6 separate regions of the Mus musculus genome follow, and all the other regions are linked to region 4. A link is a contact called in public HiChIP or PLAC-seq and promoter capture Hi-C data. All regions are on one chromosome and are shown on one strand. Each heading gives the region's core, a stretch centred on a gene start, on an enhancer-like site or on the middle of the called end of the contact. The rest is flanking DNA. Distances are from core to core; before and after follow the strand shown.

Region 1 (3,058 bases), core at 154-2,653, 450 kb after region 4:
ATTTTCAAACTCATGTTTTTAGAGTTCTTTTCCATAGCCTTAAGGGCTGTCCCAAAGGTCCCAGCATTTACAGCTTTGCTGAGACATTAGCCACACCTTCACCTCCCAGACTTCTGCTGTCTCTGATTTTCATGGAGTCATTAATGTTCACAGAGATCACATTCTCTGAAGGAGGAATGTAAAAATACGTACAGTATTATACCAACAAGCCTTACATCCACAGCAGCTATTGACACTCACGGGGGCCCATGTTGGCCCTGCCCCAGAGGCGGAAGCCATATCATTCCACCCCCACCAAAGCCATGCCAGACTACGTACACATTTGTAGGTAAAACCTGATATATAATTAAAGGCCTTATTTTCCTTCTGTTTATGACTTTCAGTTTCATCTCACTTCATTTCATTCTTTGTGTGTGTGTTTATTAGATATTTTCTTTATTTACATTTCAAATGCTATCCCGAAAATTCCCTATACCCCCCATGCCCTGCTCCCCTACCCACCCACTCCCACTTCTTAGCCCTGGCATTCCCCTATACTGGGGCATATAAAGTTTACAAGACCAAGGGGCCTCTCTTCCCAAAGATGGCCGACTAGACCATCTTCTGCTGCATATGCAGCTAGAGACACGAGCTCCGGGGGTACTGGTTAGTTGCACTACTTTTCAGTCCAGCTTGGCCTCAGATTCACAACATTCTACTTCCTGAGGCTGGGATTGCATATGCCACCATGCCCTTTGTCCCTCCTGCCCTCACTTCCTCCCTCCTTCATTTCTCTTTCTTCCTTTTCCAACCTTCTTTCCTTCCTTTCCCCTCTCTTTCTTCCTTTCAGAAGAATCTATATTTTATAAAGTACCAACTATAACCATCACATCTTCTTGACTCCAGGTTGTGCTGGGGTTTGGCATTACAGTATTAGCATAGTTTGTTTTGTACCCTTCTGAACGTGTTTTAAAGTGTGTATTCTCTGTTGTGTCTGATAGCTCTGTATGTCAGCTTAGAGGTCAACTATAATGTGATAGATTTCTGTAAATCCCTAGAGCCTAAATGTATAAATAAATCCATGTCCAGTGTTTATTGACTCTCTGTGCATAGTGGAACATGCCTTCTTCTATTCTCATCTGGAAACTCTCCACCTCACCTTCACCTTTATGTCAACTTTGCACAGCCTGGAAGGTAGCCAGAGATGGGTGCTTCTGGTAATCCCAGGACCTTTCTCACTGTGAATTTAAATTGGGCATTTGTGTATTTTTCTAGATTCCTAAGAACTTGTGGGAAATTTTCTAGGTGCTTATTCTTCTTCAAATTCTGTTTATGTATGTGTGTTGGTTCGAGGGACATGGATGGGTAGTATAGGTGCCGAGGCCAGAAGAGTTTATTCCCTGGAGTGAGAGTTACAGGTAGTTATAACCACCAAGTGAGTTCTGGGAAACACTGAGCAGCTGGCTCTCCCCCAAGGTCATCACTCTTTAAAGTGTTTTGTTTGCTTGCCTTGCTGCCCAGACTTTCCAGCTACTCTGTTGTTAGACATGATTAGTACACTTAAATGTTTTGGGCAAGTGGGCTGCTTGGCTACCTTAGTCAGTAGAACACGACGACACTCTGAAATACTCTTGGAAGCTTCTCCTCACTTCAGCACTGGGAGATTCTGGGTGAGACAGATAAAGACACCTACTTTGAGCTTTCTGGCTTTTTTAGCCAAATCTTATCAGATAGCCTTAATTGTGTGGTCAGGATAAATCTCATTTTCTTCCATATTAATTTAGGCAGATGGTAATGCATTTTTCTCCTCTTACAGGAAATATACTTCCGTCTAGACCTAGAAGGACAGGTTTGAGAGTTCTGACTTGCTAGAATCCTTTGTGGATTCTGGTGCGGTAGAAGAGCTGGTTATGTCCAGAGTCCCTCATATGCTCTGTTTTTCTTCCTTTCCCTGGCTCCCTTCTCACCATGTGTGATCTAATAGTCACTCAACAGGCAAAGTCAAGTCACATCTTGCCTCCCCTTGGACATCCCTGGGCCCTGTCATTCTCTCATTGATGGTACAGTCAGACTTGAGATGAATAGATCTAGACAGGAAGTCTTCAAGGCCTAGAGAAGAAATTAGCTGATCTTTGTACCAAGGCTAGTCTGGCAAGGACTCTGGGTATGGATCATAGTCACTTCTAGGGGAAATAGAGTTCTTCATAGTGAGGTCACGGGGAAGAGCTCCCCTTTGCTTTGTCTGAGGATGTACTGTCAATGAGAAAAACCTGTGTTGGCTTAGGGCTTATTACTTGCTTGGAGAAGCAAATATCAATAACATGTAAAATAAAATGTGAATGCGCACACATCTAGAGATGACAAACATATAGGAGAAAAGGTAGGGTAGGAAGGATCTGGTGTGTGTCCTAGGACAGCAGTTTGCCATGTCACCGTGGTGTCATGGGATGGGTTTGACAGAGACAGAGACATTTGCTCAAGATCTGAAGGATGTGTGGGAGTCAGAAAAGTGGACAGAGGGACCCAAAGAACCTTTTTTTGGAGAAGGGGTTGAATGATCAAAGACTTCAAGGATGAAACATGCCTGAAGTGTCCAGCGGACAGAAAGGAGGCCACGGCTGGAGCTCTGAGGATAGAGGGACACAAGGAGCGTCAACATCAGAGAGACAGAGAGCTGTTGAGAAGTCAGCAATAGGGCCTTTCAGGCTATTTTAAAGGCTAGGGCTTTTGCTCTGAAATTAGAGGCTCCTGCAGAGTTTAGAGCAGAAGGATGCCAACATCCCAGAGGCCATGGTGCTGGAAAAGGAATGGAAGGAGGCTGGGATTCAGAAACCATGAGGCTTCTTAGAAGGCATCTGTGGTCACAGAAGATGAAGATGATGATAGGAAAGGTTGCTAAGTGACTGGACTTGGGATGTAGTTTGAAAGCAGGTCTAATGGGTTTTCTCAATCGGGCAGCACTCGTGCGTGCGTGCGTGTGTGTGTGTGTGTGTGTGTGTGTGTGTGTGAAGTCTTTATTAGATACTCTAGGGATGCTAAACAAGTAATTGGGTATTACTGCTGGGATTTGGGAGGGGTT
Region 2 (3,141 bases), core at 626-3,125, 370 kb after region 4:
CTGTGGTCTTACAGCTGCATCATGGCTCCCATGCATGCAACCACACACACAACCGTAATCACAACAATCTTTTAAAAATGAAGTGGTGGAGAGTGATGGAGGAAAATACTTGCCATTGACCTCTGGCCCCCAAATATGCACTGTACACCTGCATGTGCATGTGTACACACACACACACACACACACACACAGGTGCACATACACACAGAACACACACACAATCATAACAGGAATTGCTCTCTGTGAAGATATGTTGCAGGGTACTTAATCACTCGGTGAACCCCAAGATTGTGTTGTCATGTGACTAAGTCCTTACTACGAACCTTTAATCCCTCTGGCTGGAACACAGACATGCCTTTAGTACACACCTTTAATCCCAAGCAATGGAGATAAAGTTAGTTTATAGAAGGAAGCAGCCATGTTTGAACATGATGTCTAATGAGTACCAGACAAAGTGACAGAACAGAGAAAGATTTGAGAGAATAGAATGTGCTCACCTCTCAGGAGAGAGGATTGGAAAGCAATGCAGGAGGGAGGGAGGGAGGGAGGGAGGGAGGGAGGGAGGGAGGGAGAGAGAGAGAGAGAGTTGGTTTTATAAGGGCAGTGATAGACAGGCTAGAGAGAGAACAAGCTAGACACAGGTGAAAACAGAATGAGCCAGAGAATGAGAAGGAGCCAGAAGATTAGAACAAATTATCAGTTAGTATGAGGCCAAGCAGAGCAACCCAGGAGAAACCTAGAGAAGTCAGATTGGCCCAGGCAGCTTGGAGAGGAGTTTAAGCCAGACAGCTGAATTGAATCAGCCAGCCAGAGATCAGAAAGAGCTAGAAAGGGTGAGCTTATTTAGCAGCAAGTCTGAGGCTGAAAACATTCTAGGCCTAGATTAGATCGTACAGAGGCTAGAAGCTCTCAGGACTAGACATAGGTTAGCAGACAGAAGCAGCAACCCTCTAAGATGACAATTCCACAGGAGACTCGAAAATACTTTAACAGAAAGACGAACATGGACCATTGCCTAAATTGCTTTCCAAGATCCATAATTCCTAGTACATGGACATTTTCAGGACTACAACAGGTAGAAACATTGATAGAAAATAATTTCTATATGTTCTAAGTCCAGTGATGCAGAGTACTGTGAGTCAAGGATTCTACCCTGCTTTACTGATGGCTCAGCTTCAGATGTCCCATGATGCCTTAGGGAACTGTTTACTGTACAAATTACTTTAGGATTTTCCTCACTGCATTTCTAGAAAGATAGAGAGGAATTTTGACAGCCTTTTTTTTTGTTTTTTGTTTTTTGTTTGTTTGTTTTGTTTTTGTTTTTGTTCAATGTTGATCAACAGGGAAGAGAGAGTCTCAGTTGACAAATGCCCTCACTAGATTAGTCTATGTGTAATCCAGTGGGACATTTTCTTGATTATTGGTTGATGTGCAAGGGCCCACTTTACTACAGGTGACATCACACCTGGGTAGTGGTCCTGAGCTGTGTAAGAAAGCAGACTGAGGAAGCTGTGAGGTTCACCTCCATGGCCTCTGCTTCAGTTCCTGCCTCAGGTTCCTGCTTGAGTTTCTGCCCTGAGTTCCCTCAGTGAAGAACTGTGACCAATATGACGAAATAAACCATCTCCCCTCAAGCTGCTGGTCATAGTGTTTGTCACGACAATAGAAACACATAACCAGGACACCAGATAGTTTCCTAACTCTGGATTTAGGCATCTAACTGTAGAATCTGGGAGGAAATCTCTTGGGTTCTGCTGACTCCATAAAACATCTTCGCTGCTTCATTATTTCCAAATGCCTCCTGGCTCAGACCCTCAGGGCTACATTTCAGTTGTACACTTTAAAACATTCATGGATATATCTTGAGTTTGGCTACCGTAGTGCCTGTAATATTTTCCAGCTGCTATGAAAGAACGGCAGAGGAGAGCGATATTCTGCAGTCACATTCTTGGGTTGGTTATAAATTTGTTATGTAATACTAAGTCTCAGGGTTTCTGTTCTTTGTTTGGAAACTCCAGGGCCCCTGGGGAGTGTGTGATTTGTAGTAAAGGACAGCAAAGCATCTCCAATACCCACTGAAAAGTGTTAACCCCTTTCCCGGCCACTCTCATTTCCTGGGGTGGGGGTGGGGAATCTGACTAATAAAGTTACAGTTAATTTCTTCCAGTGCAGCACTTGGTTAAAACAAGAAATGGATTTTATCTTTGTGGCTTTGCTGCTCCTGACATATTCATTGAACTGTCACAAGTAGAAATTAAAAAAATGAATAGTTTAGCAGCTTCTCTTAGCTAATTTTCTTTGCCGTTAGGGACGGAAGAGCGGTATCCAGATAGATATGAGCGGAGTTGAAGGTGATAGTGTGGGAGACTGGACACGGGGGAAACACACCCGTGGCTCTCTGGAGCACCTCTGAGAAAGGAAGCTTGTTCTAATTTTGAGTGAGCCTCAAATGAAGCTATGCTAGATCTTCATGATTAGACTTTCAGAATCTCTGGGCCTGCGGAGAAATCCCAGAATTTGGGCGTTTACCCGTTAGGGCTGCACACTCCTGGTGTCTGTCCCTTAGCATCTTCTAGTCAATGGCCTGGGAGCAGCACCGGCACATGCAGCCTGCTTCACTTCAAGCAGAGACAGGGTGGAGCAATTCCTTCCCGGAGGACTTCCGTGTCAGGCATGTGAGCGGCATCTTTGTCTTTACCTTCCCTCAGCTTCTGCTCTCTGGCTGCAGACTTCTCTCTCCTGGTGTGAGTCAGAGATGATGTCGGAGGAAAGACTGGGGACAGTGTGTGTGGTGGGACAGGGGCAGTTCGGTTCATCTCAAGTTCCTGCTGCTACTGAATAAGGAAAGCCATGCTTGCTTTTTATTTTTCTTCTATGTTTATTCTGGTGTGTGTGTGTGTGTGTGTGTGTGTGTATGTATGTATGTGTGCACCTGTGTGAGTGTATGTGTGCATGTGTCTATGTGTGTGTATGCACCTGTGTGAGTGTATGTGTGTATGAGTGTGTTTATGTGTGAGTGTGTGTCTATGTGTATGTGTGTGTGTGAGTGTGCATGTGTGTGATTGTATGTGTGTGTATTTGTTTCTGTGTGTGTGAATATGTATATGTGTGTGAGTGTGTGTGAGCCTGTGTGTGTGTATG
Region 3 (3,057 bases), core at 494-2,993, 310 kb after region 4:
CCACAGAAGGTGACATCATTTCATTCATTAGCATCCTCAAAAAATACTTTTTCAGTTGTTTCAGGCGGATATGAGAGTCTTGTTCAAAGATGGTCACTAGTAAGTTATATTTATATTATATAATGAGTCTATAGCACTTATTGATATGTAGACTGAGTTGTATAAGATGATATATGAATGAGATGTATAATATGTATAGATAAATAATATAGGCATATTCATGTGTATATACAGAATGAGCAGTATAGTGTTATATATGTATAATAATATTTATGTGTTATATATATTATATAGCTCATTCTCTTGGCAGATTAAAACAAAACCTCCTACTAAATTTCACAGTGAACGTATTTGCAAGAAAGTATGTTGTAGTGTCTCCTTGTCTCTAGATGAGAACTTGAAACAGTCAACTTGAGGGAGTCAACAGAACCACTGACTTTTATATTAAATACAGCAAACTTAAAAAGAATAATTAACCTGTGAGTCTGTGTGGTTCTATTTCCACCCTCTCCCCGTCCCTTCCTTCCTGTCTCCTTCCATTTCTTTTTTGACAAGTTCTCAGTGTGTAACCCAGGCTGGCCCGGAGCTTGTGCCAGTCTCCCTGCCTCAGCCTCTAGAGTCAGGACCTCAGTCACGCACCACCATGTCTGATTGAGATCATACTTTCATTAGAATGAGAATGTCAACCATATTTTCTTTGCATGAAGACTATGCTGACAGGGTTTTTATCATTTAATTCATTATAAGCTGCTACATAGATGAACAGAGAAGGGACTGGGAGCATGGCTCAGAGGCAGAGGGTTTGCCTGGCATGCTTGGGGTCATAAGTTCCAGTTCCAGCAACTGGAAAAAAAAGCCACTTATTGTAAAAAGTGAGAGAGAAAGAAGGGACTGGGATATTTGAAAAGCCTTTTTCCTCCGTTTGAAGATTTTATGGTATTAAAAATAATGGGCATATTCATGGAAATAAATGCATCAAACAGTTCACATAATTTTCACAAGTTTTTGTCTTTGTACCAAAAAGGCAGGGAGTATAGGTACAAATTGTAATAAGCCAGTTGAGGAATTGACAAGACAAGACTCTCTAGATCATTTGGAAGAACATGATTGTATTCAACTTTTAAATCTGTAAAAGTGACTTTTTATAGAGTAGTCTGCTTGCTGGCCCAGAGATGCCAGGATCAAAAACTCGGAAAGAGGAGATTGGAGATTGAACAATAACAATACTACCACCACCACCACCACCATCATCATAAACAACAACAACAGCATGGAACATTTCATCTATGACTGTGTTTCCAACGTCTATGATAACACCTTCCCTTTGTTGCCATCATTGAGAAACATTACCTAAACCTTGGAAATAAGCTGGATGGGAAAGAGCCAATGGTACCTTCATTGTTGGACCGAGGCTTGATGGATCACTAACCCAGAGGGATTTGATACAGGGCAAAGTGACTGCATCTGACTTGGTTATTTCCTAGGAGCCCAGATGCATGCTAACTTGAAGGTTTCTGTTCAAAGGGAAGTGATAAGAGATACAGAGAAGATAAGATCAATGTTTATAGTTTTATTATCCTTCAGGACAGCAATCAAATTTGTATCTGACCTAGCAATCTTGTTTGCATTCTTACAGTTCCATCTATCCAAATGCTTTTTTAAAGGCAACGTCCTCAGAGTGGCCTCAGAAGCAGCTCTACAATCCTGCTAGGGCTCCCCTGCTGACGAGGCAATACATTTTTAACTTGTGTGCATCAGTATTTGTGTGGGTCATGTGATTAACTTTTTACAGAAGACTTTACTCTTATACTCTTGAGATCTGAAATAGCTAGAAAACTCCAGACACATCTAGGCCATTTCCGTAGAGTCTAATGGGTTGCCCTATCTGACTTATTACAATTAGATACAGTGATATGAAATTGATATTTTCAGAAGTCAAATAATTGAATTTTGGAAATTTTACGTGGTTTAGCTTGGTGATTATTTGCAATCTGAGAAGGAAATTTGATTCACAAAATCACTTTGTAATTGGTTAATAGCAGGAAGAAACTAATTCATGTATGATTTCTGATGTGAGTGAGCTATTATCATCTTGCAGTTTGTTCTTCTAATTGGTACCATAGAAATTTCTCATAATACGAAGAGGGATGAATGCTCACATGAAGCCAGGGAGGAAACACAGCATTTGGATGCCCAAATAGAATTTTTATAGTAATGAAACAAACAGTGTATGCTAATCTGGTCAAAGAGAAATATCACTGCTATGAAGAAAGTTCAGCTGGAGGGATGCTTAGCTTTCAAGGACAAAGAGCAGGTGGCCTGTTCTCATGGTAGGAACAAAACCGGGCCACTTGTTTGAGTTTGTCACTGTGATTCATGGGTCACATCACATGCTGGGAAACACAATTCAGTATAGGAGGATTTGGATGGCTTTGCTCGTCGACCTGCTTCACATCCGCTTGAAAGATTTAAAACCTCAAAATAAAAGAAGCAAGATGGAAATATTGGATGGATTACGTCTCGTTCATTCGTAGAGACGGGTATCGATCCCAGCTGCCATTTTGTAGCTGGTTTAGAGTGAGCCGCCCCACATGGTTGTAAAGCTTAGCATAAATTTTTATTACCAAATTTTGTTCCTTTTCCAAAGTAGCACTTTGTCCTTGGATTATCTTCCAGCACTTCCTTTATCTCAGGATATTAAGTGGTCCATTTTTGTCCGTTAAGTGCATGCTGAAAGAACATTTAGAAGTCTTAAAGTACTAGAGGCATTGCGGAAACAAACATGGAAAGCTAATTCCCAACTTCCCTCCCTTTCCAACAGCACCTGATGCATGCTTTGCTGTGCAAGTGTGTCTTACTCAAACGTTTCTACCATCTTGATCTTCATTGGCAATTACCAGTTTACACTATCTCTGTGAAGGGAACCAGAAGAGCAGGCTACACCAACTGAGTGAGCTGTGCCATGTAAAATCCTTTCTGAAAGATACAAGGTTATTAGCATAATTATTTGCTCTCTTCCAGTGACTTTAGAATTTCTGTAGGGTAGTGGCTTTGTTT
Region 4 (2,811 bases), core at 7-2,506:
AACCTCGGAGCTGGCGAGAAAAGTACCCAGAGGGAGAGACAGAACTGGGCCTCACCTTCGACCCAACTGTTCTCAAGCCTTTGCAGTCACCCGGAATAGAGGCGGGCCAGTATGAGAACTCACGTTACGTTTCAGGCAAACAAGTTGGGTGAATGTAAACAAAGAATGACAAAAGAAAGCCAGACCAGCACTGAAACCACCACAAGCCCTCCTCCAGCTCAACTCATGCTAAACATTCAAGAAAGCTATCAAAGCAACCCGAGATGCATTTCCTCGTGGAACTGGGGCCCGAAGGCCCCCCACGCGGGACCGCCCTGGCTCGCCCACCGCCTGCTGGTGGTACGTGGAGCTTGGCTGCGGCTACCGGGGACTTTTGAGCCGGGATCACTGGCTGCGGCGCCCGCTCCAGCGTCCTAACTCCAGCGGCTACTCGGGTAGCAGGAGGGGACTCACCGGTGTTTGGATCACATGGTGGGGGGGCACCGCAGCACCCCTAACTCTTCCATCAGTCACCTACCCACAGTCCCACTTAGGAGAAGTAGGAGGTGGTGGAGGAGGAAGCTGCTTGGCAGAAAGCAGTTCTCTGGGGAGCAGGGCGAGGATGCGGGACCGTCTCACCGCAGGGGTGCTGGGATGCGGGGAGCAAAGGGGAGCGGGTGAGGACTTCCTAAAGGGTGCTGGAGGCGGAGACGGGGGCGATCCGGGGTAGAGGGGCGTCGCCCATCCTCGGGGGGCGTCCGGGAAAGGATGGGGACCAGGGCGCCAGGAAGAGGGCGCCGTCTCCAAGCGCTGATGAAAAGGCGGAGAAGAATAGGCGCCCCGGGACTCAGTCGCGCGGAGCCCGGAGCCCCTCCAACCCCGCCAGGTGGCCCGGAGCCGCAGCCCCGGCCGGCCCTACCTGTGCTCTGCCGCCGGTGCCCGGTGACCACGGCCTCGCCGGTGACCGGGTGTAGCCAGGTGGTGCTCTTGGCCTCCTCGCTGCAGGGAAGAGAAGGGACAGGCGCTGAGCGGCGCGAGGGGCGACCCACGGGGGCCCCCGGCCCGCTCGCTCCCACCGCTCCCCCCAGCCGCCCGGCGGCGCCTCCCCCGCCCGCTCACTTGATGAAGAAGACGCGGCCGCCCCTAGTGATCCCGTACGTCCAGGAGCGCGGCAGCGAGCAGATCCACTCCAGGTTCAGGTCGGCCGCCATGTCTGCTCCCCGGCCGCCGCCGCCGCCGCCTTGTGCTGCCGCCGCCGCTGAGGAAGGAGGGCGCGAGCGAGCGAGCGAGCGAGCGAGCGAAAGGAGCGCAGGGCGCGCGGCCCGGCCCGAGCGCGCCCCCGCGGCCGCCCTACCCCCTCGGGCGGCGCCCTCCCCGCCGCCCCGGCTGAGTCCGGCCTGCGTCGCCGCCCCTCGGCATCCTCCGCGGCCGGCCGCCGGCCCGCGCTGCGCTCGCTCGCTCGCTCGCTCGGAGGCTGGGCGAAGCGGCGCCGCGCCCCCGCCAAAGCCCTCCCCCGTGCCCCGCCCGCGCCGCGCGAAGGTTCCGGGGTCGGGTCCCGCCGGCGCCCGCCCGGAGGGCTGGGCTCCGAACCTGTGAGGTTTTGAATCAGCTACTGCCTGCCTAGCCCGGGGCTTCTCTGGGAGACGCCGGGCGTTGAAATGGAAAACTGCTTTTGGGAAAGGCTTTTCTGGTGTGTGGCGTGCCAAATAAAGGAGGGTCCGCGAGTGAGCTCGGACCACTGAAATGGGACTGATTCAGACTTAAGGTCTTTTTGTTACTGGTGGTTTTTTTTTTTTCCTTTCTAAGCTTCTGAGCCATATAATAGTTTAGAAAATAAAAACTTGCCTTTTCCTTTCTTAAAAAAGATGCACTTGATTATCAACGTGAATTTCTAGGCTCCCAATCTCTCTCATTTATTACAAGGGCAACTTAACTTTACGGAGTCCTTGGGGTGGTGGACATTTAAATCCCTTCGAACTATGATTGTCTCCGTTTCACTGAGAGGGGCAAAGAAACGTAAAGGAACAAAGGTGATTGTGCCCAGGGTTATGGTGAAAAATGGCAAAGTCTGAATTCAAATCGCCTATAGATTTCCAAGAGTCTACTCGAATGAATACGTTGCTGTATAGTATTTTTAATGCCTTGGCACCCCCGGCCCCCTTGTCCTTTGAACAAAGGAAGGGTTCACTGCTAGTAAGACCTCCCTTGCACCAGTAAAGAGCGCTATGCTTGCTCCTTACTGCCCCTGGTCCTTCATCATCACTCTTGGAATTGTCTCCATGGCTTTGCAGCAAATGACTCATCCCAGAGGAAACACAGTTCAATAATAACAGTACAACTTGGCATTCTCGAAGCACCTTTTTTTTTTTTTTCCCTGACCAGTTTGGATGCTTCTGAGGCATTCTCTCATTCATCTTCCCAAGTAACTGAAATAAGTAAATGATGCTTTTCAACCTTTAAGGAAACCAAGGCACAGGGAGGGTGAATGCCCTTGGCCAAAGCTCCTGATGAGCGTGCATTTTCATTGGCTTTTCCTCCTATCTCCTGATTCCCCAAGGCCATACGTCTCTGGTGAAACGGAGACTGCAATTACTGCTATAATTTTCCTGTCCATCTGCATATACAGGAGGAAAAAAAAATACCATCGCTGTAATGTTTTCTCTTTTGGGTTCGTTTGTATTCTGCTCCCTCATTTCAGTCCTTATTACTTTTTGACATCTTATCTCCTACCCAGTCTCTGGAAAATATGACTTTTTTTTTTTTTTAATCAATGAATAGCTGGCAGGAAATGTCCCACATTAGCATCAGTGGTCACTGGCACAGCACAGCAAG
Region 5 (2,841 bases), core at 267-2,766, 330 kb after region 4:
ACATAAAATTCAAATTCCTCATGGTCTCCCAGCAGAGAAAATGTAGTTTCCTAGAAGATAAAAATGTACTTGGCCAGATGTGTAAATATTTCAGACATTCAAATCTTGAGCTATCTGAACAAACTCTCTTGTTTTTAATACTTCATTTAATATGTAAGGACACTGAATTAGACTCTTGGGGTTTCAAATGTCCTCTCCCATTCCCTGGAGGTTACGTTTCTCTTGGTTATTATCTGTGTTATAAAGACAACATCATTATCACAACATCTTGCAATGGAAGGGTTTTAGTTTAGTTTTGCTTCGTCCAAGGTAGTGGCATCCTTCTTGCCAGGCCCTGCTCATGGCTCCGATTTCATACATTTCCCTGACCCCGACTTCCCCAACCCCTACTGCCACAAACCTCTACCTCATACATAAAGATAATTTGAATACAAGTATCTTCCAATCAGGGCTGTCCTTTCCCTCATCTTAAATTAATCAATTGACATAATTTGTTATTGTTTGCTTTGAGGTAGGGTCTCACGCATCCCGGGCTGCTTCACACTTGCTGTGGAGTTGAGAATCGCATTGAACTTCTGTTTCCCTGCCTCTACCTCATCAACGCTGCCTCTGCAGGCTCGTGCTGGGAATTGAACCCAAGGCTTCATTTATGCTGGTCTCTCTACAACTGAGCTACAGGTACAGGTAAGTGTTTGGGTTTCACGTTGTAGTCTAGGCTGGCCTTGAGCTTGCAGCGATTATCGTGTCTCAGTTTACTGTGTGCTGACATTCCAGGCATGACCCATGTCTCCTGGTTTATTAGTTTCTAAATAGACATCAGATTTGAGTCTTTATAGATCCTAAACTTTTTTTTACTCATATTTTTTACAGATGTGCAATTTAATCAAATTACTAAGTTTCTCTAGGGTCCAAATAGATTCATAGCTTGGCATAGAAATATGAATATTCACCCAAACTGGCATTAATTAAGTCTATAAATAACCTCTCTGCGCTACAGGCCACATTTTGCAGCCAAATGACTCAAGTCAGTTCTGTTTTGTTGTAGAAAACAGGGCATGAGGTCGCCTGACTTCCGGGGCTGAACATTTTAGAGTTGTGCACTTGCCTGTCTAGTGGGCGAGTTTTGAGAGGGCTTCTCAGTAGGACTTTTTCTCACTGCTACACTGGAAAGTCTGACAAGAGGAAGTTTAAGGGACAGAGGGCTTATCTTGGCTCATAGGGTCAGGGGATACAGCCTGTCATGGCCCAGACTCCATGCTGGCAGGAGCCTGCTCCTGGATTCCTTACTTCCTCGCCTAGCTGTGCTGAGGACATGGTCTGGGGCACAATGTTCAAGGTGACCTGTTTCCACCAGTAAGCCTCTATCTACCTACTGGAAGTTCGTCAGTCTCTCAAAATAGCTCCAGCAACTGCGGTGGTAGGGGGCGGTGTTTAAACACATGCAGCCTGGGACATTTCATATACAGAGCGAAACAGGCCTGGAGTGGAGGCTGAGCGTTCTGACGTCAGGACACTGCCTCTAGCCCAGGCTTCACCCGTCACCTGGTCACTTTCCTAACTGGAGCAGACCATCAGTCCTGCAGCTCACTCTCAAACTGATGACAGCCAGAGCCGCGCAGGGTTCTACCCCAAGGGACCCTCTTGTGGCTCCACTCTTCCTCTCTTACCCCTCTTGTGCCCAAAGTTTCTGGAGGGAACTTTTCAATGTTATCACTTTTCTATTATATTTGAGAGGTCAGTGAAAAAAAAATACCAGCTTTAGTCTGTATTAATTCACACAGCGGCCAAATTCAATGAAGCATATCTAATTTGAAAAGTGATGGATATCTATAGTTAATGAGCTAAAGCTGTGTTATGCTAAGGTTATTTGAAAATAGAGAGAGATTAGAAGTGGAAGTGACAGTGTATTTCCCCCCACAGATCAGTCTACTAACACAGAGAGAAATTACTGAGCTCTTAAAATATGCTAAAAACTAATGTACAATCTTTTTTTCTTTCATACAGTATTTGAAATGTCACCAAGCGGTGACCTTTTTTTGTTATTGTTGCATGGCTCCCATTGGTTCTACATATTATCCCAGTATGAGCACGGACACTGTCTAACCTGTCACTGAATATAAACTTAATGCTATGGGGTGTTGTTTCCAAAATAAACTTGACCTTGGTGCTTCACACGAATTAATCATGTTCTCTCCCGCATCACAACGAGAACACCAACTGGGTATGAATAATGGGTGTAAATTTTTAGATTAATTTCGAGCTCTTTAGTCATCGTAGAAACACCAGATGAGGTTAAATTAGGATTCTGACTCTGTATCAGGTATCCAAATTGTCGGATGCTTATAACATAATTGGTTTAGAGGATTTTCTCGAGCACTAGCTAAAATGGTTGCACATTAAGAGTGAAGGGACTTACACAGCACTCTCCGGGCTTGCTGCTTTTCGGTTATCCCTATAGTCTAACTCGTGTCCATCAATTTAGGTGATAAGGACTGGCAATGTGGACCCCAGCCATGCACAAAAGATAAAGCAGTAAAATCTGAAGGACGAGTGAAAGTAGACTTAGAGAAATAAGAATCACCAAAGCCTTGCTGAAGATGGAATTAATCCGTTAATAGCCTTTTAAAATAAAGTCAGTTCATTTTCTGTAACTGACTAGAGATCACATAGACCATGCTGCCCTTCACAGGTGAAGACCAGGGCTTTCTTTCAGTCCCAAGATTTAGGGGGAAAAATTGAACTTAATGTCTTTGATTATTTGGTCAAGAATAGGATACCCAACACCTTCGCATTGTGTGATTATATAAAGTGCTGTGCTTTGATTCGTTGTAGAATGAGGTA
Region 6 (2,904 bases), core at 315-2,814, 470 kb after region 4:
GGGAAGTTATATAAATTGGCCCAAATGTTCAAAGTCCTCAACTCCTGCTACCCTGGCTTTTGTGCCCATCCAGACCTCACCTTCTGCAGCTAGAAAGTTCCTGATGAATTTTTATTGGTGTTGTGGATTGCCCCTAAGGCCTGTATGCACAATATGTGCTCAGCCACCGAGTCTCATCTCTACCCCCAAATTTCATATAACTGTTTAGCAAAGGAGGTGAAGAAGAAGTCCTGGTCTACAGATAAAGCTGCCCTCAACAGGTGGGCACCATCTGGATGTTTACAATTCCAGCCTTGTAGGCTGGCTCTGGGATGGCTCTGAAGACCGGTGCTGAAGGGAGCATCTCCCAGTGGGCAGAACTTCAAGCAGGAGCACCTGCATGCTTATTTGGCTTGGAAGAAGAAATGGCCAGATGTGTCTATGCACCAGCTCGTGAGTTGAAGCCAATGGCTTGGATGCATAGTCAGGGACGTGGAAAGAACATGATTGCAAAATTGGTGATAGGGAAATCTGGGAAAAAAGTATGTGGAAAGGATTCTTCAAGGGGGGAGGGGGGAACGCCACGAATGTATCTGTGGTCTGTGCAAATTCTCATCACAGAATGAGTCATCACCAGAGTAGGATATAATTAACCAAAATACATAGGAATGGCCCAATCCATTTATACAGATTAACCTTGCTATTCCCCATGGACCAGTGAAGAAACCAAACGTGGTGGTTGTGGTGAAAAGTTTTTTCTTTTTCTTTCTTTCTTTCTTTCTTTCTTTCTTTCTTTCTTTCTTTCTTTTTTTTTGGCTTGGATTTATTTATTTATCTATCTATCTATCTATTTATTTATTTATTTATTTATTTATTTGAGACAGGGTTTATCTGTGTAGCCCAGTCTGTCTTGGGATTTGCTTTGTAGAATAGGCTGGCCTTGAACGCACATTGATTTACCTACCTCTGACTCCCAAGTGCTGGGATCAAAGGCGTGTACCACCTCACCTGGCTGTACATGAGGTGAGCAGTTTTAAGAGCTCAGCAACACAGATTCCAATCACTAAACAGACTGAGTGTTGTTTAGCAGCTTCCTCACAACAACCACATGCTGTCAAGGAAGGAGGCAGCCAGGCTCCTAAGACCCCAGATATAAACCTCACATGTGTGGGAAAGCTGGAACACACAAGATTTCGAGGGTCCCTTCCCAGAATTGTAAATGCAGTAAACAACTGGGGAAGGGGACTCCAATCAGCTTACTGGACAAGAGTCCGGGACCTGTAGAGCCAGCCACCTGCAGGTGACACAGAGAGCTCTAGCATGGGTCTTTACCCACGTGGTGGAGATTTTCAGGTATACAGCTGCATTTGAGCCATCCTACTCTTGCAAGGAACCCCAGTACAAACTCACCAGTTCACCAAATTGGATGTTTGTGCAATCGTTACTTTGGAATGTCTGGGTTCTAAGTCTGGGATGAGTAGACTTGTATGTTGTGTCTGCCTAGGAAAAGCCTCACACAATACCAGGCTATGCCCAAGGGGTGTGAGCAATCTGCCCAGAAGAAAGTAGGCTATTGAATCCTAAAGATGGCACCAAACTGATAGCAGGTTGTTTGCCTTGGCCCTTCTCCATTATGGAGGGGCAATGTTCTCTTCATAATGGGATGATGATAGGCTGATAGGGATTTGTGTTCAGTACCATCGTTCTTATGCAACAGTGCTCCTGATTAAGGGACTCCCTCCAATAGAAGTGCAACAATAGAATCCCCTTCTTTGTATCCTGCTCCTGAGCAGCTGTAGATGTGTATTATTCATAGAACTGTTGGATGGCCTTCTGAAGACTCAGTTACGGCTTCAGCTCAGTAAAAATGTCTTGTAGAGTTGGGTAAGTATGTCCAGCAGGCTATATACCTACTATGTAGCATCCCATAAATATATAGAACTGTGTGTCTCCCCCACCATGTTCATGGTTCCCAAGATTAAGGGGGAAAAAGGAGTGGGACCACTCACCATGATACCAGTAGCTTTAAAATATTTTTATTTCTTGTCCCCAGACCTTATGTTCTGTTGGACTAAGGATCTTTTTCCAGGGAAGAAATGCTTCCACTATAAGACATAGTTATTACTCCACTGGGCTGGAAGTTAAAACTGCCCTGGATCATGCTATTAATTTTAAGTATTTAAGTTCCAATATATCAAAGAGATTATACATCATTGAAATATTTTTCTTTTTTGATGCATGCACACACACACACTTGCATACACACTTGAGCATGAGTATGTGTGTGTGTTGGAGAGGGGGTGAGTGGTGCAATCAGGTGATCAGGTGGAAGAGGCCAGGGGAGGACATTGGATGTCTTTCTTTGTTGTTTTCCACTGTACTTTTTGAGACTGAATCTGAAATGATCCTGTAATTCATCATCTCGGTTAGGCCAGCTGGCCAGCAAGCTGGGGACCCAGGCGTGTGCCACCATGCCTGGGTAGTAGAGATCAAACATAGCTTCTCAAGCTTACATGTAAAGCAACTACTACATTGGCTGAGCAGTTTGCCCTGCCTTTTTAATGGCTTTTAAATATTTTTTACTTCTTCCCTTCCGTCATTTTGTATATCAGCAGCATATTTAACACCCCCAAACTGATCTGGTTACAGCCCCTCCCGTCTCAAAACGTCTGGGCTCCTCTTTGCTTGAAGAAGAAACTCAAGTGACAGAACAGCAGACGCGTTTTGTGCGGGAGCCTCTCCCTTTAAGTGCCACCCTCAAGCTTTGGGTTTCTATTTCCGAGTTAGTGCCCTTGAGAAGGTCCTTGACTGTCCGTGAGTTTTCAGAATGCTGCAAGAGCACAGGCTCCAGTTTGAGCCAGGAGTGCGTTGTAAATGTGAACAGTAGGTTTCCCTTGGCTGGTACCGGCTTTAAGTGCAGACGTT

What was found. Promoter capture Hi-C pulls out the DNA fragments that hold promoters and counts their contacts. HiChIP or PLAC-seq counts read pairs in DNA pulled down with a chosen protein or histone mark.
Region 1: a promoter capture Hi-C map of liver shows a contact between it and region 4, with 4 times the contacts expected there. The contact joins the enhancer-like site here to the promoter of Plekha5 in region 4. A contact is called at or near these places in 6 of 39 promoter capture datasets (3T3-L1-derived adipocytes, cranial neural crest, frontonasal cranial neural crest and 2 more), 3 of 484 Hi-C or Micro-C datasets (the N1E-115 cell line and cortical neurons) and 13 of 115 datasets of contacts at active chromatin or transcription factors (the SCID.adh cell line, VIP interneurons, astrocytes and 10 more).
Region 2: an H3K4me3 HiChIP or PLAC-seq map of craniofacial prominence shows a contact between it and region 4, with 3 times the contacts expected there. The contact joins the enhancer-like site here to the promoter of Plekha5 in region 4. A contact is called at or near these places in 8 of 39 promoter capture datasets (the 3T3-L1 cell line, cranial neural crest, embryonic stem cells and 5 more), 5 of 484 Hi-C or Micro-C datasets (the N1E-115 cell line, cerebral cortex and uterus), 8 of 115 datasets of contacts at active chromatin or transcription factors (craniofacial prominence, embryonic forebrain, embryonic hindbrain and 5 more) and 1 of 9 other capture datasets (adipose tissue).
Region 3: a contact with region 4 is called in an H3K4me3 HiChIP or PLAC-seq map of the SCID.adh cell line, with 6 times the contacts expected there. The contact joins the enhancer-like site here to the promoter of Plekha5 in region 4. A contact is called at or near these places in 4 of 39 promoter capture datasets (cranial neural crest, liver, maxillary cranial neural crest and 1 more), 1 of 484 Hi-C or Micro-C datasets (cortical neurons), 12 of 115 datasets of contacts at active chromatin or transcription factors (the SCID.adh cell line, craniofacial prominence, embryonic forebrain and 6 more) and 1 of 9 other capture datasets (adipose tissue).
Region 5: a contact with region 4 is called in an H3K4me3 HiChIP or PLAC-seq map of the SCID.adh cell line, with 10 read pairs. The contact joins the enhancer-like site here to the promoter of Plekha5 in region 4. A contact is called at or near these places in 6 of 39 promoter capture datasets (embryonic stem cells, frontonasal cranial neural crest, hippocampal neurons and 2 more), 4 of 484 Hi-C or Micro-C datasets (cerebral cortex, cortical neurons and nephron progenitors) and 12 of 115 datasets of contacts at active chromatin or transcription factors (DN3 thymocytes, the SCID.adh cell line, astrocytes and 8 more).
Region 6: an H3K27ac HiChIP or PLAC-seq map of VIP interneurons shows a contact between it and region 4, with 7 times the contacts expected there. The contact joins the enhancer-like site here to the promoter of Plekha5 in region 4. A contact is called at or near these places in 7 of 39 promoter capture datasets (the 3T3-L1 cell line, 3T3-L1-derived adipocytes, cranial neural crest and 2 more), 1 of 484 Hi-C or Micro-C datasets (cortical neurons) and 10 of 115 datasets of contacts at active chromatin or transcription factors (the SCID.adh cell line, VIP interneurons, astrocytes and 7 more).

What each region holds. Positions count from the first base shown.
Region 1 is chr6:139,970,201-139,973,258 of GRCm38.p6, reverse strand. No RefSeq gene overlaps it. Among named protein-coding and RNA genes, the nearest start is that of Plcz1, 70 kb to the left of the region's middle. Within about 2 kb of position 1,403, at least 2 of the 459 cell types and tissues checked have an H3K27ac peak or open chromatin away from gene starts, as enhancers often do. A contact at or near this core is called in liver, where this site is marked.
Region 2 is chr6:140,050,460-140,053,600 of GRCm38.p6, reverse strand. All of the region lies in intron 2 of Gm45959 (a long non-coding RNA gene), which reads left to right. Among named protein-coding and RNA genes, the nearest start is that of Capza3, 10 kb to the right of the region's middle. Within about 2 kb of position 1,875, at least 22 of the 459 cell types and tissues checked have an H3K27ac peak or open chromatin away from gene starts, as enhancers often do. A contact at or near this core is called in the N1E-115 cell line, adipose tissue, craniofacial prominence and 1 more, where this site is marked.
Region 3 is chr6:140,117,712-140,120,768 of GRCm38.p6, reverse strand. No RefSeq gene overlaps it. Among named protein-coding and RNA genes, the nearest start is that of Gm30056, 18 kb to the right of the region's middle. Within about 2 kb of position 1,743, at least 2 of the 459 cell types and tissues checked have an H3K27ac peak or open chromatin away from gene starts, as enhancers often do. A contact at or near this core is called in the SCID.adh cell line, where this site is marked.
Region 4 is chr6:140,422,544-140,425,354 of GRCm38.p6, reverse strand. Plekha5 (pleckstrin homology domain containing, family A member 5) reads right to left here and starts at 1,256. Exons shown (of 31, transcript NM_144920.3): 1 at 1,099-1,256; 2 at 899-978. The coding sequence starts at 1,190.
Region 5 is chr6:140,094,221-140,097,061 of GRCm38.p6, reverse strand. It overlaps Gm30056 (a long non-coding RNA gene), which reads left to right. Exons shown (of 3, transcript XR_001785445.1): 2 at 512-684. Among named protein-coding and RNA genes, the nearest start is that of Gm30056, 5.6 kb to the left of the region's middle. Within about 2 kb of position 1,516, at least 10 of the 459 cell types and tissues checked have an H3K27ac peak or open chromatin away from gene starts, as enhancers often do. A contact at or near this core is called in the SCID.adh cell line, where this site is marked.
Region 6 is chr6:139,953,686-139,956,589 of GRCm38.p6, reverse strand. The region is part of intron 32 of Pik3c2g (phosphatidylinositol-4-phosphate 3-kinase catalytic subunit type 2 gamma); the gene reads right to left. Among named protein-coding and RNA genes, the nearest start is that of Plcz1, 86 kb to the left of the region's middle. Within about 2 kb of position 1,564, at least 1 of the 459 cell types and tissues checked has an H3K27ac peak or open chromatin away from gene starts, as enhancers often do. A contact at or near this core is called in VIP interneurons, where this site is marked.